Linked DNA regions of Mus musculus: regions 1, 2, 3, 4, 5 and 6 are each linked to region 7. A link is a contact called in public Hi-C and HiChIP or PLAC-seq data. All regions are on one chromosome and are shown on one strand. The core of a region is the stretch at or near the end of the contact, and the rest is flanking DNA. Distances in the headings are between cores, read along the strand shown.

What was found. A called contact is a pair of places that touch in the nucleus more often than the background predicts. HiChIP or PLAC-seq counts read pairs in DNA pulled down with a chosen protein or histone mark.
Region 1: a Hi-C map of uterus shows a contact between it and region 7, with 11 times the contacts expected there. The contact joins two enhancer-like sites. A contact is called at or near these places in 1 of 15 datasets of contacts at CTCF or cohesin (the NIH/3T3 cell line), 6 of 484 Hi-C or Micro-C datasets (liver and uterus) and 1 of 115 datasets of contacts at active chromatin or transcription factors (bone marrow-derived dendritic cells).
Region 2: a FOXA1 HiChIP or PLAC-seq map of pancreatic cancer cells shows a contact between it and region 7. The contact joins two enhancer-like sites. A contact is called at or near these places in 14 of 484 Hi-C or Micro-C datasets (the 3T3-L1 cell line, 3T3-L1-derived adipocytes, CD4 T cells and 5 more) and 10 of 115 datasets of contacts at active chromatin or transcription factors (bone marrow-derived dendritic cells, double positive thymocytes, fibro-adipogenic progenitors and 7 more).
Region 3: a Hi-C map of uterus shows a contact between it and region 7. The contact joins two enhancer-like sites. A contact is called at or near these places in 1 of 15 datasets of contacts at CTCF or cohesin (the NIH/3T3 cell line) and 2 of 484 Hi-C or Micro-C datasets (both in uterus).
Region 4: an H3K27ac HiChIP or PLAC-seq map of bone marrow-derived dendritic cells shows a contact between it and region 7, with 5 times the contacts expected there. The contact joins two enhancer-like sites. A contact is called at or near these places in 2 of 115 datasets of contacts at active chromatin or transcription factors (bone marrow-derived dendritic cells and thymic regulatory T cells).
Region 5: a contact with region 7 is called in a Hi-C map of uterus, with 5 times the contacts expected there. The contact joins two enhancer-like sites. A contact is called at or near these places in 1 of 15 datasets of contacts at CTCF or cohesin (the NIH/3T3 cell line) and 1 of 484 Hi-C or Micro-C datasets (uterus).
Region 6: an H3K27ac HiChIP or PLAC-seq map of bone marrow-derived dendritic cells shows a contact between it and region 7, with 8 times the contacts expected there. The contact joins two enhancer-like sites. A contact is called at or near these places in 2 of 484 Hi-C or Micro-C datasets (liver and neutrophils) and 2 of 115 datasets of contacts at active chromatin or transcription factors (bone marrow-derived dendritic cells and pancreatic cancer cells).

Annotation. Positions count from the first base shown.
Region 1 is chr10:97,157,807-97,161,262 of GRCm38.p6, reverse strand. No RefSeq gene overlaps it. Among named protein-coding and RNA genes, the nearest start is that of Gm34044, 76 kb to the left of the region's middle. Within about 2 kb of position 1,267, at least 52 of the 459 cell types and tissues checked have an H3K27ac peak or open chromatin away from gene starts, as enhancers often do. A contact at or near this core is called in uterus, where this site is marked.
Region 2 is chr10:96,212,274-96,215,470 of GRCm38.p6, reverse strand. No RefSeq gene overlaps it. Among named protein-coding and RNA genes, the nearest start is that of 4930459C07Rik, 12 kb to the left of the region's middle. Within about 2 kb of position 1,315, at least 167 of the 459 cell types and tissues checked have an H3K27ac peak or open chromatin away from gene starts, as enhancers often do. A contact at or near this core is called in bone marrow-derived dendritic cells, double positive thymocytes, pancreatic cancer cells and 2 more, where this site is marked.
Region 3 is chr10:96,953,764-96,957,008 of GRCm38.p6, reverse strand. All of the region lies in intron 1 of Gm33981 (a long non-coding RNA gene), which reads left to right. Among named protein-coding and RNA genes, the nearest start is that of Gm33981, 3.4 kb to the left of the region's middle. Within about 2 kb of position 1,303, at least 45 of the 459 cell types and tissues checked have an H3K27ac peak or open chromatin away from gene starts, as enhancers often do. A contact at or near this core is called in uterus, where this site is marked.
Region 4 is chr10:96,264,531-96,267,968 of GRCm38.p6, reverse strand. No RefSeq gene overlaps it. Among named protein-coding and RNA genes, the nearest start is that of Gm40747, 7.3 kb to the right of the region's middle. Within about 2 kb of position 1,523, at least 41 of the 459 cell types and tissues checked have an H3K27ac peak or open chromatin away from gene starts, as enhancers often do. A contact at or near this core is called in bone marrow-derived dendritic cells, where this site is marked.
Region 5 is chr10:97,076,793-97,079,839 of GRCm38.p6, reverse strand. No RefSeq gene overlaps it. Among named protein-coding and RNA genes, the nearest start is that of 4930556N09Rik, 43 kb to the right of the region's middle. Within about 2 kb of position 1,464, at least 17 of the 459 cell types and tissues checked have an H3K27ac peak or open chromatin away from gene starts, as enhancers often do. A contact at or near this core is called in uterus, where this site is marked.
Region 6 is chr10:96,332,090-96,335,414 of GRCm38.p6, reverse strand. The region is part of intron 2 of Gm33782 (a long non-coding RNA gene); the gene reads right to left. Among named protein-coding and RNA genes, the nearest start is that of Gm33782, 25 kb to the right of the region's middle. Within about 2 kb of position 1,959, at least 117 of the 459 cell types and tissues checked have an H3K27ac peak or open chromatin away from gene starts, as enhancers often do. A contact at or near this core is called in bone marrow-derived dendritic cells and liver, where this site is marked.
Region 7 is chr10:96,684,861-96,688,134 of GRCm38.p6, reverse strand. No RefSeq gene overlaps it. Among named protein-coding and RNA genes, the nearest start is that of Gm33897, 29 kb to the left of the region's middle. Within about 2 kb of position 1,829, at least 109 of the 459 cell types and tissues checked have an H3K27ac peak or open chromatin away from gene starts, as enhancers often do. A contact at or near this core is called in bone marrow-derived dendritic cells, double positive thymocytes, liver and 3 more, where this site is marked.

The DNA of each region.
Region 1 (3,456 bases), core at 18-2,517, 470 kb before region 7:
TCAAGCTTTCAAAATGCAGATAGAACACACACTGGCTTCTTTTTACAAGGACATACATTAAGTCTCCCCTCCCTTTTTCCTCTAGCCTTCCACTCGTCAGCCCCTCCCTGCACTGGCACAGATTTCTGATAACAGACTTCCTGTCACCCAGGCTATCTCCTTGTGCTGGCCTTTCCACGGTACCCACACTGGAGAGACAAGTCCTGTCATTGTTCTGAAATGTAAGGCAGGAGCTTAGATGAGGAGATATCAAACAGAGAAGAAACTTCCTGTAAGGTCTATTTGGTGGTGGTGGTAGTTGTAAAGTGTGTGTGTGTGTGTGTGTGTGTGTGTGTGTGTGTGTGTGTGTATCTCTGTGTGTTTACTTCTAAGTATGGCTATGAGTTTTTTGGAAAAGAAAAGAACTCTCTATTATAAGTCACCTCTTATGCCCTTTATACATTTTATTAGTTTCTTATTTGACTGGAGAAAAAGACAAATATTTTAATTTTACCAGAGGAAATGGACTACCGGTGAATAAGCAGCAGCCTGACATCCAGCCTTCTATATTCCCAGTATACAAGAAGATGGCTATCTCAGTACATCCGTTGTTTTCAGGAAAGACACTTGAACAGGGTTAAAGACATTTTGTTTGCTTGTTTGCTTTAGGGAAAATACACATACTGATACTGGCACTGGACGAATACAGAAGGGGCTGTGCATTTAGAGTTCCTGATCGTGATGGCTTCTAGTACTGAGCTATGTTATTAGTCTCAAGCCTGTATTTCAATTAGACTGCTTCCCCCACCTCTCTGAGACTGAGTTGTAATGCTCACTATTTCCTCTAGAGGGAGAACGGAACAGCAATCCACCAGAACGGTATTTATGGAAAAACTGGGTCAATTAGAGTAACCCTGAAGATTTTTTCATGACAGAAAAACACGAGTTTGCCAGGAGTTCCATAAACCAAAACACAGAGTGGTTACTTGCAATAAGTGGCCTTCTCTGTGTAACCGAGTCACCCTTTGTAATGTATAGGAATGTGGCCTCAGTTTGCTGTCGATATTAAAGCAATAGGGAAAAAAGTTGGGGGCACACACCTCATTTCACTCACTTTACCCACTCACTTTATATAAGTTATAAAGATGTCTCCATTACATTACAGATGATAAGCTCATTAGAGATGTTTGCAAAGCTGTGCATTTGAGTCGCAGTCTTTATGAGCATCCCCTGCTCGAGCACACATGCAAGGTAGCATGAGTGAGGAAGACAATCTGCAGAATGAGCTATTCGGTACATAAAGACACTGCCTAGTACCTCACATCGGGATGACCATCCATTCCCTCCTCCCTGTACCATTTTCCAGGATAGCCAGCATTTGGCTGACATGATCCAATCCTTTTAAGTTTCAGAGACTTGATTTAAAAAAAAAAAAAAAAAGCAACCCTGTTTTAAGATTTGTGTGCCTTATCCAGAAGCTCCCATCAATGGTCGCCACCCAGCTACTACACATCCTGAAAAAATAAGTATCAAATGGAGCCAAGACCAGCAACTCCAGGAATAAAGACTCCTACGAGACAGCAATGGTGATAGGAAATTCTCCTGTTCATCAGTGTGGTGCCCAGTTCCCCACCCCCACCCTGATGATACAGTGACATCATTGGTCAGCAGCAGCACTGGCCTATTTTCTGTACTGCTTATGGTGGATTGGACTGGATGGAAATAAACATCTTATATAACAGGCAGGCTGTGCTTCCTGTCTTTCTCTCCCTACCCAAGGAGATTTTCCCAGTGTGAATTCTGCCTGTACAATTAACATTGGCCAAATTTCAGTTGAAAAAAAAATCTGTTAGGGTTTTAAGCAGATTAACAAATACAGCCCATGGATGCTGTCCCCTATTCCTTCTCCTTTATACGCATGAACGCACACACACACACACACACACACACACACACACACACACACACACGAGAGAGAGAGAGAGAGAGAGAGAGAGAGAGAGAGAGAGAGAGAGAGAGAGAGAATCTCCGAGTTTGCCTCCCACCATTGCCTCCAGGCCCCCTGCAATCAAAACAGCTTTTTATCAAGAGACAAGAAAAGCAAGCAAGTTAAATTGAAATTGGTCTTGGAACAGTTGAAAACAAAATAAAAGATTGCAGATTAGAGCTATTGTCCCATCTCGGAGATACAAAGCAGACCCCCCTCTGTGCTTATTTTCTCGGCATTGAAACAGACAAACCAAAGATTATGAAAGGGTGCATCCTGCCCTAAGTAGCCTTCAGCATCAAGAAGAGTACAACCCTAGAACCAGACATGTGCAATTGTGATTTGTAATGATTAACCAAGACTCCCTGAGCTTTGTCTCATAAATCTTGCTTTGTGTGGAACCGTTTATGAATCCTTGAACTTGAGCATTTTATTGTAGAGGCTGCTTCTGAAGAAATTACGTACAAATGAGCCTTCAGTATGATTTTGCTGATTCCAGTACAATAAGTCAGAGACAGCCGAGAGCTAAGGGGCGGGGAGGAGGAGGGGGGAAATGGTTGAACAGCTTAGTGGAGACTCATTTGAAATCAGCAAAGTGATGCTATGTTGGGAAGGAGGAGGTTAACTGACCTAGTGGACTTTGTTGGTGAAATCATTGTGCAGTCTTGATGCAGTCAGTATTTGAACATCATATGCATGCCTCGAACATGGAAAATACCAAAATAATCTGAATAACATGGAGCTTGAACTTGGCATTTGAGGATTTTTTTTTCACTGAACTACTGATTTGCAGTCCAACTTAGGAACATGCTTAGGAGCCAATTCAGGGGGTAGATGATGAATTAAAAGGGCCAGAAAGATTGCACGTGGCAGAGAACCAGAAAAATTTACTGCATGATTGTGTCTTCTAGAAGCTTCACCCATGATACACCAACAGTATGACTGCCCAAACAAGGCCTGAATGAGGACGACACCCACAGATATGGTACAGTGGAAGAGGGAAATCTCACAGGGACACATTGTGCCACTAGTCAAAACAATTACAGGCTACTAAGGAATTGTCCAAGTGGTAGAATCAGTCGTTCCCAAGGCTGGGGATAACTCCTGAAGGCTTATCCAATACTGAGCAGCCGTGCCTGAAATCACATGCATGCATGTAACACTAAATAGACCCAGCAGGTTGATTTATACATGTATGGATATGTGTAACAATTTTTAAAGAAGCCATACATTTTAGAAGGAGGGAGGGCACTAGAGGAGTTGGAAGGAAGGGGAAAGAGGAAATGACACAAATATATCTTAATTAAAAAAAAAAAAAGATAACCTACTCCTTCCTCTGTGGGGGAAAAAAGATTACAGAGTGTCCATCCTAAGCAGGAACCATTTTGAAGAGACTGAATGTGACTCTCTCTCTCTATGGTCTCTATTCATTGATGCAGAGTCGACATATTTGGTTAAGAAAGTCAGTCCTGTGCAAAGTGCATGCCACA
Region 2 (3,197 bases), core at 66-2,565, 470 kb after region 7:
ACAGAAATAAGGTGAGCAGAGGGACAGAGAGGTGAGAGTCTTATCTATCGGTACATTCCAAAAGGACAATTCACAGTATTAGACAATCCCGCTTTGCTTGGCTCTAACAAACCACCTTGGGTTGTGGAATGATGAGAGATCTGTTTAGCTTACAATTTTTGAGTCTGACAATTCAACCCTGGGTAAACCTAGAGTGTTTGGCCCTTGGTGACAGTCCCCTATGTGTGCTACCCTGTGGCAGATGGTGCCGTGGGGGAGCCAGTGCAAGGAAAGAGACAACACATGGCAGAGGCAGGAAGCCAGATCATGAGAAAGGTGAGCGTTATGTTTTATAACAACCCACTCTAAGAGGAAGTCAGCGGGTTCCCATACACATGGCTTTGATCCCTTCCGTGTGAAATAATTACCTTGGTCTAATTACCCCACCTTCTCTTAAAGGTGCCTGTCTCCAGCATCACCACACTGGCGACCGAGCTTTAACAAACACACACACAACCCTGGGCAACATACTCCTGCTACAGTCAAACAGCAGCTAACATCTAAAAGTAGTAGCTTAGAGAATAGCAAGACAAGCTGATTGTTTCAGAGATGGTGGGTGGGGGGGTGGACTAAAATACAGGTTCCAAAATGAAAAGTTATACCTGAGCTGAGAGAGATACTGAGGACTGGGAAAGTCAAGTAGGTATCTGACTAACCGTGACTTTCATTGTTAAAGTATGCCATTCTCATCTACACTTTGATTAATTTTTTTTAAATAATTGCCGTAAAAATGTAAAAGTACTTACTTCACCACAAAATATATAATCCAATATTATATAAATGATGTGTATGAAACTCTTGAGAAAATATTCCACAATATATTGGAAGTTGAACGTGACTCACTTCGTTTTTGATAGGCAGCCACTGACTAATTCTAAAGTGCTCAAGTCCAGTGAGAGGAAAAGTGTCTTTCACCATACCCTTCCATCCGAAGACATCTAAGTCCATCGATTATGGTGTACAGGGAATGCCTGATTGCTTTATGATGTCATATGCTGCTACAGAAATTATTTATGATGCTCCCGGAGCAAGACGATCTACTCTGGGGCTGATACCTTGATTCAGAATTTGACACCTAAAGTGGTTTGAAGCACTTGTGATATTTAGACGTTGAGTGACCCAATGCCATTGCCTTCAAAACACACATTCAAAACATACATTTTCCACCGGGAACTAGAAGGGCATTTGCAATGAACATCCCTCCAAGCAGCCGAGAACAAAGGAAATGTTCGGCAAAATGATGTTGAAACACTACCACTCAGGCAGGCCTTCTCCCCAGTATCTTTCCAGCCGAATAGCGTGCCTGCCTGTGACTCAGATACTGTTCACATTGGAAAAACAAAGCGGAGACATCTACTTAAACGCGCAAACAGTGCCCTCTGCTGGCGGAAATGGGATGTTAGTTAAAAGAACTTCGTCTCAATGACCACAGGGAAAGAAGGGGGAGGGGAAGGAAGGGAGAATGGAGAGATAGAAGGGGAGGAGAGGAGATGGGGAAGAAGCAGAGGGAATAGGAGTGGGAGGGAGAGGGAAAGAGGGAGGGAGAGAGAAAAGTGGACTGGGGGGGGGGGGAAGGGGTAAGGAGGAGGAGGAGGAAATGATACAAACAGGAGAGAAAAAAAAATGGGTTTTAGTCCTTTTTAAGGATAAATGCTTGAAGCATCTTATCACATAGAAGATGCCAATATATTTCCTTAAATCCCAAAGTAACACGTGGCCTTGAATTAAGGAATGGTTTTACAGTGTCCATTCTTTGCCTTACTAAGTTATTTACTCATCACAAGCTCCCTCTGGGGGTGTCCCCCAGTGCTCTGACTATGCGACATAATATACACTCAGCCTTTGCAGAAGATAGTAACTCTATCAAACAAAATTGTTTCCTTAGCTCACAGACCAGGGCTCTGACAGGGTTCCAGAATGTCCCAGGCTGCTCGACATGTTTCTAAATGCTTAGGAAAATCTTAATGTTGATTTTTTGTTTGTTTGTTTGTTCTGTTTTGCTTCAACAAAAGAAGTGGTTGCTTGAAGATAGCAAAATTGGTTTCTTGAAAGAAAAGAAAATGAGTGAGGTATATCCTTCAGGGCTGGCAGGGGGGCGGGTCTGGAGATGTATGTCATACAATTCATCGTAAGTACTTAGTCAATGGAGTAGCAATTCAAATTAGTTTATATATATATATATATATATATATGCACATGTATAGGTAGTATAGTTACGATATTATCGTGTATATATATACACATACGATATATATACACACATACTATATGTGTGTGTGTGTATATACATACATACATATATATATACATACATACATATATATGAATATGAAAGCCAGTATTTCTAATATCTTACATTAAAAATCAGTTGGCTACCCAGCTTCCCATGCCACCACAGTAGTGGGGTTAGCAATGTAAAATATGTAAATATGTTCTATTTTCATAAGGCATTTGCACTGGTGTATTAATACTGTGTGCATATTTAAAGATGTTACAGAGCCCAGCTTCGTCTGACTGTAAGTCGTCACCCCACTACAGGGTCGCTTAGCTGAAGGTGACCGTTCTAAAGACAGTGACAATAGCAGAAGACTCCTGGATGTGCAATGATCAAAAATAAATTCAGCCTCAATTGTGTAACAATCCCAAGGTGCTTCAGGCTAGGCTCGCCTGTGTTACACCGCACAGCTTCTCTGTACTCTCAGCTCGGAACACACAGGAGCCTGTATGCTTATGGATGCCGTCACTCATCCCAACTATCATGCTCAACTAGTCCATTGAACCATCACGCTCAGACGCCCTGCACGCTATGGACTGCGGGGTTTTTTGCTGTTGTTGTTTTGTTTTGTTTTGTTTTTTGTTTTTTGGTTTTTTTTTTTTGTATTTTATCATATGCACAGCTTTCTGCTCTTCTAGAAATGTTAACAGCTGAATTAGGGAAAGCAAAGATGCTCCTGTCATCTGGCCCCAGCCAGGGAGTGTCACATCCATGAGTATAGATTTGGATCATGTTGTGTTTGAATGTTTGATGGTTGCTATCCAAGTCACTGCTGAGCTCCTACACAACACCATTCAATTAACTTTTGCTTGGGTTTAAGGCAGGATTTCCAGCAAGTTTTACAATGGCCTTACACATATTTCTGTACTTCGGGCTGTATATG
Region 3 (3,245 bases), core at 54-2,553, 270 kb before region 7:
CTTACTCCACATATTCATACTTTATTTATCATTGCAATTAGTTCCATGCATATCAGAAGGAAGGAGTGCCCACTACATTGTCTGCAGAATGGATAGATATCCCCCCCAAAAAATACTTTTAAAGTAGTCATTAATAACTTTTATTTAGAAATATGAGGAGAGGGACAAAGAAAACAGTATTACTAGAGTATGAGTACACATCTATTGAAATGATTCCAACACATGTCTAAAAACAAAGGAAGAAAATGAAAAGTGGGAGAGGAGGTTTGATGAGGAAAAAGTGTGGAAGCAATGAAAAACAAAGTGGGTAGTTTTAGGGCCTGAGAGACAACCCACCCTCATGCATTAATGATACAGTCATTATGCTTGCCTCCGTGCGTGCGTCCGATGGTCTCAGTACCGAGGTATACTGTTAATTGGGGTTTATGCACCTCTGAGTCAATTAACTTTGTTTTATTAATGCATAATTCAATATTGTTATGTATAGCAAAACCCTTAAAAAGGATTTTTGTAATTCCTCCTTGGGATGTGGCCTGAAATATTTCAAGGAAACACCCACTGTCAAGTGCGTGAAAATGAATAATTATGGGAGCCCTAAAACCCCACAGTTGAGCAGACAAGACAGCTGCTATTATTAAGCACTGCAAATTGAAAGTATGGGTCCTATCATTACAAGAACAAAGACATTGCTGGGATAATTATGGAAACGCTATAGCTCCGTTTTTCTGCTAATGCTTCTGGTAGAATGTTTAAAAGCCTCAAAAGGTTAGGAGAGAGAGCTTCGTTTCTGAATCTCGTTACTCACTTCGATGAATGCATTTTTCTACCAATTGTAGTCATAACGGAGCTTGAGATCCCTGCTTCACTAAGATAAGAAAGCAAGAAATTAAATGATAATAAACATCGTGTGGGCTCGGTGGGGGGGATATTGTTTAATGTCAGCGGTGACTGAAACCACCTTCTAGATGACTGAGGCTTTGTTGGCCTCCTCTGTTTATATTAATTTCTCCTTTTCAAAGGCCATTATCTTAAATTGCATGTTATATAACTCGAGCCGCCTCCCTCCAGCCCACAGAACCACTTCGAAAGCAACTTGATGATGCATATTGTCGGGGGGGGGGGGCGGGGGGGGAGTGGAAATCACTCCTAGGCTTAGCATCCAAGGAAGATTACAATCTTGAGACTGTAATGGGAATGGATTAGACTTTGTACAATTTCCTTTTGTCACGTGAATTGAATCCCGTTGTGTTCTTTTCTATGCTGCCTTCAATCACTGTCTCGCACACAAAAATGATCTTTGAAAGTGTTAGCGTCCCTTAAGCTACCCTGGCCTGCTTTTAAGACAGCCAGAAGCTTACTGTTTGATTGGCTCTGGCTTCCCCCTCTGTGAAAACAAAACAAGGAGAGTCAAACAAGCCTGCCTAACAGATGATAGAACCCTGCAAAAAAGCAACCCCCCCCGCCCCCCTTTTTGCCTCAGGCAGCTCCAGCAAGGACGGTTGAGATTTTCATGTTGATCACATGCTAAAAACAAATTGAAAGGAAAGGGAGAGCATGACCACATAAATCCAGTCCTGCGCCAGCAATTGTAGTTCCTTCCAGAGAGAAAATGAGGCACCATGGACGTCCCTAACTGCACACAATATGGCTTCAAGTTTCCAGAGACCACAGGTTTTCCCTCTCCTGTCAGGCTCTCCACGTGCTCGCTGCTTCCAAGGTTAAAACGGAGCCATTCAGACATCAGTAGCATCTATGGACTTTGATAGTGCCTTGAACTGACCAACAGCAAAAGAGGAAACAAATATGCCTGTTAACGCTGGAAGTGAGAGGCTCCCTGCTTCAGAGCTAGATTCTGTTTTGATCTCTGGGGTCTTTGATGTTGGGCAGAATTGCTGCTGCCTGCAACAAGGTCCTCGGGACTTTGGGTGCATGCAAATTAAACTCATTTGGTTGAAGTTGAAAAGGAAGCTATTTTTGCTACTTATTTTTGATGTATGGATCTCATGGAACTATAACCACCAATAAATAACTGATTTCCTCAAATAATATCCGTAAAATTTTCCACATTAAAGTACACACACATTCTTTCAAAACTATATGCTTTCACTAAGTTGAAAAACTGAAGCTGTTCGCATTTTATTATCTGCTCCAAGTGGCTTGAGCTATCCCAATTTATGTAGAATGCTAGAACATTCATTTGTTGAGACAAATGTCTCAAGTAGCAATGAAGAAGGTGTGATTTAAGGACTAGGAAGCCAGAGGTGATACTATCTTGGATCTGTGAGGTGTGTTCACCACGTGGGATCCAAAATCAGCTTGATCTTTGAACTGATTTTACTCTGTGCTGTTCTTGGTAGGCTCAGACTTAAGTTGTAGCACATGTCCCTATAGAAACTACAAAACATTTCTGAGAGGATAAAATGGTTTTATACTTACATTCTTTGGTAAACTTGGAATTGAGAGTCAGCATCAGCTACACAATCCCACGGGAATGAAACTAATATGGTGGCAAACTAGTCTGAAAGAGTCTCCTTCAAGTCCTGTTCGCTGATTAGCCCTGATCTCTCTCAATATAAAAACTGATGAGACTGAAGTACCAACTGAGAATATTAACACATGTGCCACTTAATGACAGGGACACTTGGAGATTTACAGGTTTAGCAGTGTGCAGAAATCAAGAATGAACTTAAATGAAAGTAGGGAAAAGTAGAGGATATGGTCCACTCAATGTGTCCCTAATGCAATCAGGAGAGAATCACAAGATGCCCGAGGCTTACTCTGGCCAGAACACAGCAACATCATTCCAGAGCTGCTTTTTTTTATTATTATTATTTCTTTTTATAATGAAGAGAAGAATAACACTCTAAAATAAAATAAAACTTACATAACATTAAATACCCAAGTCAGTAATGACTGTTTCAAAACCTTCTAGTATTATATATCGTTTGCAAGTCTCAGAGCCAGATACTCATATACCTGGCATCACAGTAGGTGTGCTGACCACAGCTTAGTAACTCATTGCACTAAAGCATGGTGGTGGCTATGAAGTCACAAAGCGATGGGATATGGTATCTCCCCTACCATCTATAGAATTAAGATCATTTATGGCTGGCATTGACTGAAGGGCTATTATGTGGCTCAGGATACTAATAGCAATCTCTTTCCTGTAAGAGGCTCATTTTAAGGGCTTCACATGTGGATTCTCTTACAGCATGATTTCACTTATTGAGGAAATATTTCTATAC
Region 4 (3,438 bases), core at 274-2,773, 420 kb after region 7:
CCGTGGTTTGTACTAAATCCTGAGATAATAAGAATGACGACTCTGAAGAAAACAGTAACTCAGAGGGTTGTGGGAGACCAATTTGGTGTCTTGTTTATCATGTGGATTAAGGGGGAGATGATGGAGGAAGAGACACACATGAGGACAGACTCTTAACTGAGTGAAAGCAGGAAAGAGGAAGGAAAAAAAGACGGTTGAAATTCCTGCCAGAGAAACCAAAAGGACTTAGTGACTAATTCAGTACAAAACGAGGGAACAGAGACTGTAAGGAAGACTGTAAGTAAAGAGATGAGTCCTACCATGAAGAGAGATAGAAAAACCAGGAAAATGTCTGAGGGAAATGAATGACAGGAAAGGAAAAATGAGTATTAGCGGTGTGCGTAAGACCAAGATGAGAATCAGTTGCATACGTAAGACAAGGCTAGTGCTGTTGAAAGTGAGCCTGGCTGAAGATTGGGTGGGGTCTTGGCCAAAACTAGTGATCTGGGATTCAAGTGCATAGAGGAGATCAAAAGGCAGACAGGAAGGGAAACATTGCAAACCTTGCCAACTCCTGACATCTTTCCACTGCCTTCACCTCCCTAATTAAATACTGATTTGGTACAACTATCTCATATACTTTCCAAAGCCAGAGGATGGATCCCGACTGTTCTAAGTCGATAAGGGTCATTCCCATCTATTCTAGGAACATGCATGGGACAAAGTCTAGACAGCAAGATTTGGAGAGTCAGCTGAGATTCTATTAAAGACACAGAATAGGAGGTAGGGGGTCATTTTCTCCAGGAATTGAATCCTGTAACTGCCCTGCCACCACTGAGCTCTGGAGTTGGCCTTCTTCAGGCAACAGGGCCCTGGAATGAAAACAGGGGTCAAAAACTTAGAAATTACTCAGATTTAGAAATCTGAAGCAAACCCTAAGAAGTCTAGAGAAGGCTTGGTCAGGAACTAGGAAGACGGAGAAAATCAAGTTAGGCTCTTAATCAAGGTGTTGGCCAAACAGAAGAAGCCAGAGGCTTGGACCAGGCTTACCACAGGCTGAAGTGAAATATCCAAGCAGAGAGAGAAAGAGTTGCACCCAGGAGACAACAACTGGAGATAATAATCCTTTCTCAAAAAGAAGCTCTTGACAAAACTCAGGAGGTGACTTGAGGGTCAGCAAAAAGTGGTTTCTGAACCATTAAACACATTCTCGACTGGAAAACTTCACATTCGTGTCAGCTGGGCGAGCCATTTCAGAACCAGCCTCAATGTGGCTATTATTCACATTCATCCCGCCAGTGTGAAAATACGGCTCGAAATGGACTTTGCTATTTGAAATTAAGTGTGATCACACTCAGCAGCCCAGGGAAGCACTCCCTTTATGAGAGGCTGTGAGCCAGGGGGAGGTGGGGGAGGGCGAGCAGGTTTGTGGAAAGAGAAGGGGCTCTTTCTCTGGGACTTTCCCTCTTCACAGTGCCATTCCCCCTCAGTCCCACTCTCCAGGACTCTTCCTTTCACTTCTGCAATTCTTTCCCCCACCTTCAGCATCCTCTTCTCACTTCTCTCACAGCTACCTCTCGCTTAGAAGAAGTATCTGGCCCCTTGTGACTCCGTGAGCTGTCGGAATTAACTACAATCTATTATTTCCCAATAAATCCCCCACCCCCACACCGCAGCTCTTGACAGGACACAACAGCTGAGAATCCCCAGCAATGGCCTGGCCAAGGTACTAAGAAAGACTGGCTCTGTTCCTAGCTCATCCTGGGTCACAAAGAATCCTCCAATAGGATGCCAGGAGAGTTCAAGAAGAGCTGGTCTCTTCTAAGCGCAGCTCTTTGCTTAACCTGCCTTTGATTTCCCAGGAGTTTCAGGATGAGTGTATGCTAAGAAAAGGCGAGGTGCCCAAAAGACAAGAGTTCAGAAAAAGATGATTAAATTCAACATGGCTAGCAAGTAGGCACTGCTCAACACTTCATAAAAGGTAGACAAATACAAAAATGCTGATCAGAAGAAGTAATATTTGGTTATAATATAGAAGCACAAGTATTTGTGTGTGTGTGTGTATGTGTGTGTGTGTGTGTGTAGGGCAGTTAATACATTCATAAACATTTGCTCCCTTTCTTAGCATTTGTGTCCCTCACTGACGGGCCGTGGCTGGGGGACTTGAGGGTATGTCGAATTGATATAAGTATATAAAAAATTTCCTGGCTAACGATGCTGACACTTCTGCCAAAATTATGTTTATTTGTTAAAACATATACTTCATTCTGTTGTTGCAGAACTAAATCCAACCCCATCGTAACTGGGGAAAGGGTGATTGGGTTTCATGGTGATGTACCAGCTAGTGTCTTGTGGGGGCGTTAAGGTGCCAGCTGCTCCTTGGGCATTCCTTTTTATTTCCAGTCCGTAGACTGTTTTTCCACTCTTTTTTGTGTGAGGCAATTGGGATTAGAGGGGTCTTTGTAAGTGACAGAGGCGGAGATGGCAGCAGCATCTCCCAGATCCCTATGCACAGAGACAGCCTGGAAGGCCAGGCTCAATGCTGGCTTCGTTTGTCACTCCCCTCCGAAAGAAAAGGTCTTCCAAAAGAAGGAGTCTCTGTTGGAAACCTGTAAAGCAAGGGACTTGGGCCTTAGGGCTGATGTTTCCAGAATGCAGTCTGAAAAGCACCAAGCTAGGATCACCTTCAAGGCAGATCAAACAATCCCATGTTGGCAACAGGCCTCTGGAGTTTTCCATGCACCTCTGTCAGGTGGTGGCTGGGGGCATTTTCTAGGGTTTCTGTCTGAGGGCTAAATGAGTTTCGGGGCTCCTCCTTGATTCTTTGAAGGATTTATCATTATTTTTACCCACTTGAAAATTCCAAACTGCCACAAGTGTCCCCTTGACTGGCTGGTTTACCCAGTGCGGCTGGAACAGGGCCAGCCAGATTGTCCTCTGCTGAGTGGGCCACCCAGTCTCCCCTAGAAAGCCTGGCCTCTTCAATTGAGCAACCTCACAGCACAGCGTGCGCATGCACACACACACACACACACACACACACACACACACACACATTGAATAATGTAGGGGGCAGGGTTGTTTGTTTATATTGTTGTCATTTTTGATATTTAAGTTCTGGGCAAAACAAGCACCTACAATGCCCCAGTGAACACTCCCTTTTGTTTTTTTAAGGATAGAGAAAGACAAAGTGGAAAGGAAGCCGCCCTCTCCTCTCTCCCTTCTCCCTCCATCACAGAATCAAAACACTCATTCTATGGACCTTACAGAGGTGGAAGGCTCAAGAAAATTATGCCTTGTCTGTTTCCTGGCTCTGCATGAAAATCCTGGTGCTCAGCAGCTGTTCCGGTTGCTTAGAAAGTCTTTTTTTTTTTTTTTTTTTTTTTTTTTTTTTTTTTTTTTGCTTAGAAAGTCTTGATGCAAGAAGGTCAGGCGTGGGAGTGGGTGGGGCTCACCGGC
Region 5 (3,047 bases), core at 215-2,714, 390 kb before region 7:
AATAAACAGCCGAGGTGCGTCTTCCTTGTTAAACTCAGTGCAGAGCGTATGCAAAGGCAGTAAGTGGCTGCTTTTTATTGATGCTCTCTTTTACAACCACACAGTTTCATGTTTTAATGAGCCCAGGCTTAAGTAGTAAAGGTCTCTTCTGACGTCCAAGGCCAGCAGTGTCTCGATTTCATAATAGTCCAATTCTTATTGAGTTCAGGAAAGAAGAGAAGTCATAATAGTCATTTTAGAAACATTTGATGGAACTTCCAAGCCCTTCTAGGCACATTTACATTACCCCCATTTGCTCGGGGTGGAAAGGCAATTACTCTGTGGAGATGGTGCAGTCAAGTCTGTAAACAGTTATTACATTTCAATTAAAGCTGCATGAAACTCTACATATTTGGTTTGCAGGAAATTAATGCAAATCTTTTTTGATGTTTCAATTCGCAAGGGTGAACTATCCCACACATTTGGCTCTAGGCATAACACTCAGGCCCTTTCAAACATCAAAGACTATTTTCCCAACGTAAAACATTTGACCTGGGGTTAAATTTTCCTAAAATACCAGTCTGTACTTAAACGCCCAAGTTTTCAAGCTGTATGGAAGTTTTGCTAAAAGAAATCAACGTAAGGTAACTTTCTAGCAGGGAACACATTTTCTGTAAAGCTTTTAGTGTCCAACATGCACTGGATCTGTTCATTGCCTTGGCTGAGAATCCATAAATCATAAACAGAAACTAGATTTTTTTTTTGCTTATGAAAGATTGAGAGGAAATAAACTAACGTGCATTAAACACCTACTATATCCGCATCACTTTTCTGGAATGGTTTTATTAAATTCACCCATTAACACTGTATGTATGTATGTATGTATGTATGTATGTATGTATGTATGTATGTATGTATGTATATGAGTACACTGTGACTGTACAGATGGTTGTGAACCTTCATGTGGTTGTTGGGAATTGAATTTAGGACCTCTGCTCACTCCGGTCAACCCAGCTCACTCCAGTTGGCCTGGCCCCCTTACTCTGGTCAACTCCGCTCAGTCTGGCCCATGGATTATTTATTATTATCCATAAGTACACTGTACATTCCTCTTTATTCAGGGAAACTTCTTAAATTACACAGGTGGGTGGTGGTACCACAAATAGATGCACAACTTTCTTTTTTTTCTGAAGCCCTTGGCATGTCTATCTTCCACCAAATGAAAATATAAGGACTGTAGTTCATGTTCACAACCATCACATGGTTTTTTGTTGTTGTTGTTGTTGCTGTTTCTAGTGCTCATTCCCTTCCCTCGGACACTCTCTATAATAGCTGAGGTGGTCATCTACTCTTTGTATGAGTAACCTCCCCCACATTTCTGTTTTAGAAAAACACACAAATAACACACACACAAATGATCAAGGGACTGTTTTCAGCCTCCCTCCCCTTCTCTCAAGATGTGTTACATATGGTGGGGTGGGGGTTGGGCAGGCAGAGCAAGACTGCAGGCAGAATAGAGGACTTCACACTTCCATCGCTTCCCATGAAAAATAACATATGGGCAGAACATTTATTTGAAAGAACAGATTTGTTTCTAGTTGCTCTCCAGCAGTTGAAAGAGAAAGAAAGAAAAAGAAAGCCTTTTAACAGCCATCTGAAAATACTCCCCCAAGGAAAGAAATAGAGTTGATCTTTTTAGGGATTACAGAATTAACATGAACAACTCTGAGTCATAAGGAGTCCACGGAAATGTATTCCCGGCGCTCCTGCTGTCGTGAATCTACCTCTCCACTAGGGATGGCAACACAGTCTGTGCTCCAGCTCATGATTTGTAATTTTTGTAGAAAAGACATTTAAACATAATGCATTTTTCTTTTAGCCATTTTTCAAATGAACCCTCTATTTTATCCCTTACTCGGCTTTTTTTTTTTTTTCAACCTTCTCAACTTCCTGATACACATACTCCAAAAGTCATTCCAGAAGATGAGAAAACAAGTCCCTGACCTCCATCATTTGTATTCCAAAGGCCATTTGTTTCCCATCATGCCAGTTTTGGTTGAGATCTGGTTGAGATCTGGACTGATTCACAACTCTTGGCACTGTCAAATTCCTCAGGCCCAGAAAAAGAAAAAAAAAAAAAAAAAGACATTGCCAGGAAACAAATTAAAAAGTTCAATTTAAAATTGTATCTACCCTCCAAGCTCCTGGTTTATAAAAGTATTCACAGCTTATGTCCAGGCTAAGATTTAATTTAAACCACATGAGAATTAAGGGGGATTAGCCTCCTGGAAGCTTGCTAATTTTTAAAAACAGAAATCAAAAGGGAATGAGAAAGCCTACAGGCATATTTGAAGAATATAAATGTGAGGGGCTGGAGAAGTGGCTCAGTGGTAAAGAGCACTTTGTTGTCTTGGCTGAGGACCTGGGTTAGGCTCCCAGCATTCCCAGGGTGGCTCCCAACCAACTACCTCCCTCTTCTTACCTCTGCAGGCGTCAGGTATGCAGGTAGATGGTACATATGTGCGTGAAAAGGCGATGAGTAAAGGCTTTCATTGATGCTCCCCTTTTACAACAACGTAGTTAGTTGTTTTAATGAAACCAGGCTTAAGTAATAAATGTCTCTTCCAAGTCCAAAGGCCAGCAGTGTCTTAATTTCATGATTGTCGAGTCCTCCTGAAGTTCACAAAAGAAGAAGACACTGTTCTTGTCAGGCATTTTAGGAACATTTGATGGGACTTCCAAACCCTTCTAGGCACATTTACATTGATCCCCCATTTATGTGGAAAAAGCATCCACACATGCAAGCAAAACACTAGCACACATAAATCTTTTTAAAAGGTTTTTTTTTTTTTTTTAAAGAATGTATGTGAACTTTTCTCATATATCCAGCATAAGTGATCACAGAAATGGACCCTCCTTTTGTGGTTGCCATGGCGCTAAGAAAGATTCATCACCTCCCTGTAGCAAACTCTGATGAGACCATTCTTTCTCCCCATCAAGATTTGCACCTTTATCAACCCATGGTTGGTGGCTGTGCACGAGGTCCCACCTTACCTGGCAATTGCTCC
Region 6 (3,325 bases), core at 710-3,209, 350 kb after region 7:
TAGACTGAGAAACTCCCCAGGCCTCTTCCAAAGATGTACTTGATGGAGAAGCAAGGGCCGGATTCTCCATTTCCCAGCCTCCAGTTTGATTTGCTTTCCATGACATTAGGTTATAGCAACTGAGGTTTGAGAAAGAAAAAAAAATGTCATTCATCATTTCTATTTATAGTTATGGCTAAGGAAGCTATTGAAGGACATGTAAAAATCTGTAAAATATATATGTATGTATACATGTACACATTCAAGGAAATAATTACACACACACACACACACACACCATCTCCCATGTTTTAACAAAGAAAGCACAACCTCCTGACGCTGCCATTTTCCACACAGTCTTTTGTTCGTTTCTTGAACAGCTGCCGCTATGAGTAGGTGAAACACACACACACACACACAGATCAAATTGCAGTTAGGTGTGTCAAAATGACTGGGTGTTCTTGTTCTGGGTTCCCAAGGCTAATTATTATTTTTAACGCCGTTTGATATGCTAAGTGAGGCTGCAGTAAGAGTCCTCATGTGTGCATTAGTCATTGCCATCACCGCCCATGGGTACTTCTGCATGTTTTGCTGCTTCCAAAGTGTCTGTAAACGATTCTATCTAAGCATCTGAAGAACATCACAAGCAGCTTCCTCTATGGTTTTTTCCTAGGAAATAAATACCAAACTGGCACAACGATGGCAAAACCGTGAGTGACATCAGTACATACAGTGCCCTGTCCTTCCATCCTGTCACGTGCCTGGTGGGTAAACATAAATAAATCACCTAATTTCCCTGTGCCTCAGTTGCTCTATCTGTAGTATGGAGCAATGAGGAATGAGATCTCAAGGGCCCACTTTTGAACTATAAAGCAGGCTTCTCTAAAGAAGGAGAGAAGGAAGGAGGGTCCTGTGGTGTGTTCGGCCTGTTCCACATAGCTAACTGCAGTTGTTTCCCGTTGCTAGGTCGTTTATTGATTGCCTACAACTAAACCTATTATCTTTGTCTAGAATCTTTTGAAGCAATCCATGAATAACAACTCATTTCAATTTCATAATGACTCCGAGGTCTTACCAGCTGTTGCCGCGCCTGTCTTACAGACTAACAAACAGACGCAAAGACACAAAGCCATTCGATTCAAGTCTGGCAGGTGTGAGACATAGATCCAGGGCTCACGTACTACAGCTAGTTCAGGGTCCTGGAATCCACTCTGTTATGTCCTGCGGAGCGGCCAGGAGCTTGACTGAGAGGCAAAAACAGCTAGCATCCTCAGGCTCTGCTCTCCAAGAACACACTGAAGATCACTGAAGGGCTAGCAAGCCCTCTACGTGGGCTAGCATGGAACAGAGAGGTCTCAACAATTTGAAGGAACATCAGGAAGTGTAAACCACCCCCCAACCTTCTGTAAGCATTCCTACCACACCCCACTAAGGTGGAGGGGGGCGGGGGCTGGAGGCAAGGAAGGGAAATCATACCAATACATGCCTGCTCCAGATCCAATCTTCCAGAAACAGTCCAAAGGAACACCCTGGGCATGTTCAAGACTTGATTTATTTAGTAGCTAACAGCGTAACTGCCAACTACAATCTTCAAACTAGCTTTACCCACTGCCCCACCCATCCATCAGACCTTGCCATTCCCACAGGCAGTGAGAAGGACCAGGTATGTTCATGTGTAGATTTCTCTGCTTGCTAAAACCCCCCAGGCTTTCCTTTGTTCTCAGGACATGCAAGTGGCCACCTGTATACCTGTGTTCTGGACTGTACGTAATCCTGCTGTCAGCTCCCAAATAAAACTCCCTTATTGATTGACTTTTGACAATTCCAGTCATTTTGTTTGTTTGTTTTGTTCTGTTTCGTCGTCCCCCACCCCCACCCCATTTCCTTCCCTTAAGGCAGCTCGAGGTAATAAAGGAACTGCCTGGTCTTGATCACGAGGTCCTCTTGCCTCAGCCTCCAAGTCCAGGATGACTACAGTGCCTAGGGGCATCTCTGCGATTTCAATCTGCCCTCTACAGGCCACAAGGAATACCCTAAAAGAATGATCTGCCACCAAGCTTCTGGTTCTCCCATGGCACTTGCACCACAAACACAGTGATTCCCAAGCTGGTGGCCACCTTACGACACTGTTCTGTCACTTGCATAAATGTCTTTTTGGTGTGTTGTCAGGCAAATACCTGACACTTGGCACTCTGAAAATTCCTAAAACACCACATACTGCAAAGTCAATGATTTGACCAGCTGTGAGCCCGCTTGCAACCCAAACCGGCAGGACTAGAAACAAATCGCACTGCTTCATGCTACAGAGCCATCTTTCCTAAGGGTGGGTGCGGTCTTGTGATCCTTGTGTCCAGTCCAGTTTCTCATATGTGTATTGTGACTTCTGCTTGTGCAAAACAGGACGTTGCTTAACCAGGCCCTTATGGGAGGAAATACAGCCCAGCAAGCAGAACAATGATTTGAAAGTCCTGAGTTCTATTTTCAGATCTGCTGTTGACTGGCTGTGCAGTCAGCCCTACGAAGGTCATTAGCAAAATGGCCTTGCCCTGTTGGCGGTCTCTGTATTCGCAGCTCTGGACGGGAAACAAATCAGGGAGCTGGCACTCAGCCTTGAGGAACTAGAGTCTTAGGAGAATAGATGTATCGTCAGGCTTTGTCTTCATTCTTAAAGCAAAAGCACAGAACAAAGCCTCTGGGGTGGGGGAAAGGAGCTGGAGTAGAATTCAGAGAGGAACCTGATAACCTTTCCAATACCAGAGACGTGAAGGGATGGCATGAGCGTTCAGGTCAAAGGCAGCTCTTTGGCACATGCTGAATCTCCTGTGTGGGATACGGAAGAGACAAAGGAACCTGAGCTTTGACAGACTTCTGTGAACTGAGTCAAAAACAGATATCCAGAGTGCTGCCTGGTAGGGAACAGGCTGAGGACTGGAAGGGTCTGTGGAGAACCAGAAAGCTTATAGCCCCTTCTAAAGAGTCTGCACCAGCTCTTTGTCCCTCAGATAAGCCAGTGACAAGGTCCTGAAGTGCTAGTGTTTTAAGAGGCACTGCACACTACCATTTTTATCAGGACTTCCCTTTTCTTTAAATGAAGATCCATCCAAGTTTTAAAGTGATAGCGGGCAGGTAAAAATGTGTGTGTAACTTGAACAAAGCCCTTTCCACATCTCTTTAACATGTCCATGGATGGGATTTCATAAGAGTTGAATTATTGTTTTCTGATAATGGAGCTATTCCTTTAAACAGAAGGGAATGAGCAGTCTAGAATGCGCGAGTGTTTAAAAAAATCCCAGTGCACGGGGCTGGGGAGATGGCTTAGTTGTTAAAGTGCTGGCTGGGGAGATGG
Region 7 (3,274 bases), core at 580-3,079:
TGTCTCTCTCTGTCTGTCTCTTTCTGTCTCTGTCTCTCTCTCTGCCAACCTCGATCACATGCTCTCCCCCCACCCCCATTCCGCCCAAGTACCAGGCTAAGCAATCCCAATCTGACCCTCTGTATTTACACCAAACATTTCCTTATGACGTGGCATGTGATGCATAGATAGATGTCCTACATAAACCATATTATCCAACCAGTCAACATGGGTGCGAGTCATCTAAGTCAAGGGTAATTGTCTTCAAAGCAGCCTATCACCCATTTGCTCAATAAGAAATCACTGAACCCCTCCTGTTCTGTGCTAGGAGCTGGGGATTTGTGGGTAGCCATGGCAACGTCTTAATAGGTGATAGATTGGAGTGAGCTGATCATTCACATTGTAGCAGTGTATTTTTGATTTTATATTCTAAAATTTAGATGGGGCTGACCTATTTTAACAAGACCATAGGGGGAGATTCTGAGCCTGCCAAAAACCAGGGGTACTTTCCAGGGTCCCAGCAAGTCTCTCTGATCCAACAGAGGAAGGGAGTAATAAATGAAAGGACCCGAAAGCATCCTTCCCACAACCAGCACATGGCAAAGCAAATTTTTTCTCATTAGTGTTTGAGGTAGATGTTATGGGTAACTTGCTTCTCTTCTGTCTTCATACTTAACTGGAACATTCTTTGATTGCCAACATCTATAAAGAAATACCATGCACAGAGTGTTTTATGTTCCAACACCATGAACCACCACTGCCCCTGGCCACCCATCCCCGCCCCAAAGATTTCTCTTCATCCTCTTCCAAAACCCCACTATATGGCTCTCCCTTAGAAGGTCAAGATGGTTGAAATAGAGGCAGTGATTGAGGTGAGGTTGTAGCCAGTCACTGACAGGCTTATTAAGTAAACATCATTGAGAAAACGCAGAGCATCGTCCACTGCTGTGAGTTTGGATTCGGAATCTGTAAATATACAAAGGGAAAAAGAGCTTTGGTGTCTCACAGCGCTTTCTGTCCAGGAGCCAAGAAGTTCAGTTGCACATGTGTGTTTTTGCAGACTCCTGGCTTGCACTCCTCTTCCTTATTCTGGCTGCCCCCTGCACCACTCTTGGCAAGCCTCACTCTGGAGAGGTCTGAAAAAGTTTCCATCCAAGCGATTCCTTTAGTTAATCATTAGCAGCTCTGGTAAAAAACTGTTGGTGAGCCAGTTGGAAAAAACTAACTGGGGGGGGGGGGAAATCTCAGAGTTCATTCATTTGAGACACTTCAGGAATCTTATCCTGGTATACTGAGCTATGGGTGGGCACCAGTGAGACACTACACTAAGAAATGATATCTAATCATGTCTCTGTATCTAATATAGGCTGCATGACATTGGTCAAGGGAGAGAAAGGTCATTGGTAAATAAATACACAGGTTAGAAACACTTCATCTTAACAGACAATTTAGGTGTTTTTATCTCCCATTCTACAATGTTAGATTTGAAACCAAAAGCTGTTCAACTTTGCCCGTATTAGAGCATCTTTACTTAAGTAAACAAGGAGTGTCAACTTGTTGCTCTCTGCAAAGCTTTTCTCAATCTGTTAGCTTGTGAATCATGTAACCCAGCAAGAAGCAAACAACCTCTCTTGCAGTTTCCACACAACTTTTCCCTTCTTGGCCGGGATTTCACAGCAAACTTTGGGTACACATAAACAAAGCTGTCTTCTGCACATAAAGATGACAGAGCTGTTGTTCACTCATTAGCTGTCAATATAACATGGCTTTCACTCCCCCGTGGCCGTGGCCGTGGCCTCACCCTTGTTTAGATTGCTCAGTTCCTTCAGTTTAGAGGACATTAAAAAGCAGAACTGGCCTGGCTGTTTTACGTTGATGGTGAACTTTATGCCTTGGTTGTGTTGCAACCCCAGAGTTTACTCAATTCCACCTGGCAATTCAGTTCTTTGAGATAAAGGAGGTTTCTCTGGGGGAAGCCAATAACAGTTTCTCTTTTGGGTCTCTTGTTGGCAGACAGCTGGTGGCACATTTAATACAGTCATATGACTAAGTGTGTGTGTGTGTGTGTGTGTGTGTGTGTGTGTGTGTGAAACTTTTTAACAGTTAAAAACAAAACTAGTGGAACCCAAAGGAAGCTATTGCCATGTCAGAGAACCTAGAGCATCATCTTGTTCGAAACTTTGTAAGGATGTCTTTTAGAAAAATCATCTCTTGGGGTGTAGGGGAGGCGGGGCAGGGCAGGGAATGTACGTGTGCGTGCGCGCGCGCGTGTGTGTGTGTGTGTGTGTGTGTGTGTGTGTACGTGCACTCACCTGCAGGTTTTGGAACTGTCATAAAGAATCCTGAAATACCCAATGAAAACTCCAAGCACCTCCTATGTTCTCACTCTCCCAAGCACTGTTGGATTTGAATCAATTTCTCATGACTGAAGTGAGAGTTGCATTTGTAGATCTTTTTTGCAAGTCCCGCATGTAGCTGTACACTTTTAGAAAACTACACTGAAAATGACAAACTTAGTAATAACTACACATGGAAACAGTGAGTGCAAGGTACGTAAAGAAAATTGGCAAAGGACCCATCAATAGGAATTCCAAGAAAGGAAAACTTCACGCTGTGACCTAACCAAACAGAAACTGTCTTCATATACACATCTGAGTACAGGAAAGAAAGAAAGAAAGAAAGAAAGAAAGAAAGAAAGAAAGAAAGAAAGAAAGAAAGAAAGAAAACTAATGACCTTTTCTAGCTCCAACCTAAAATATGTTGATAACCTTAACTTTACAAGTTGTGGAATTAGTTTTGCTTAGATAAACCACCCATGCAAGTGATTAGCTGATGATGAGGTCACTACAGCAAATCCCAGCCCTCTTACATGGAGCTTGGGAAGTCGGTGATGAGGATCATTCACATACGCAGAAAGGATCCCAAGTAAATATGAAGGTAGACATCGGAAGGACAGGTCTGAGAAACAAAGAAACCCAAAAATTGACATCAAACCACTAGAAGCCAGAAGGGACTCTCTGATTCTCATAGGGTTTAGGAAGAATCACTCTGCAGCCTTGACGGTTGAGCTAACCTTGGATAGATGCTCTCCAGCCCATGATGGACTTCTGTTGTTTCAGTTGACAAGTTTATGGTATTTTGCTAGAGCAGCCCCAGGAGACTTGGTATAGTTTGTAGATCCTCAGCCCAGGGAGTGGTACTTTTAGAAGGTAAGGCCCTATTGGAATAGTTGTAGCCTAGGAGTAGATATGTCACTGTGGGTCTGGGCTTCATGACCCTCATCCTAGCTGCCTAG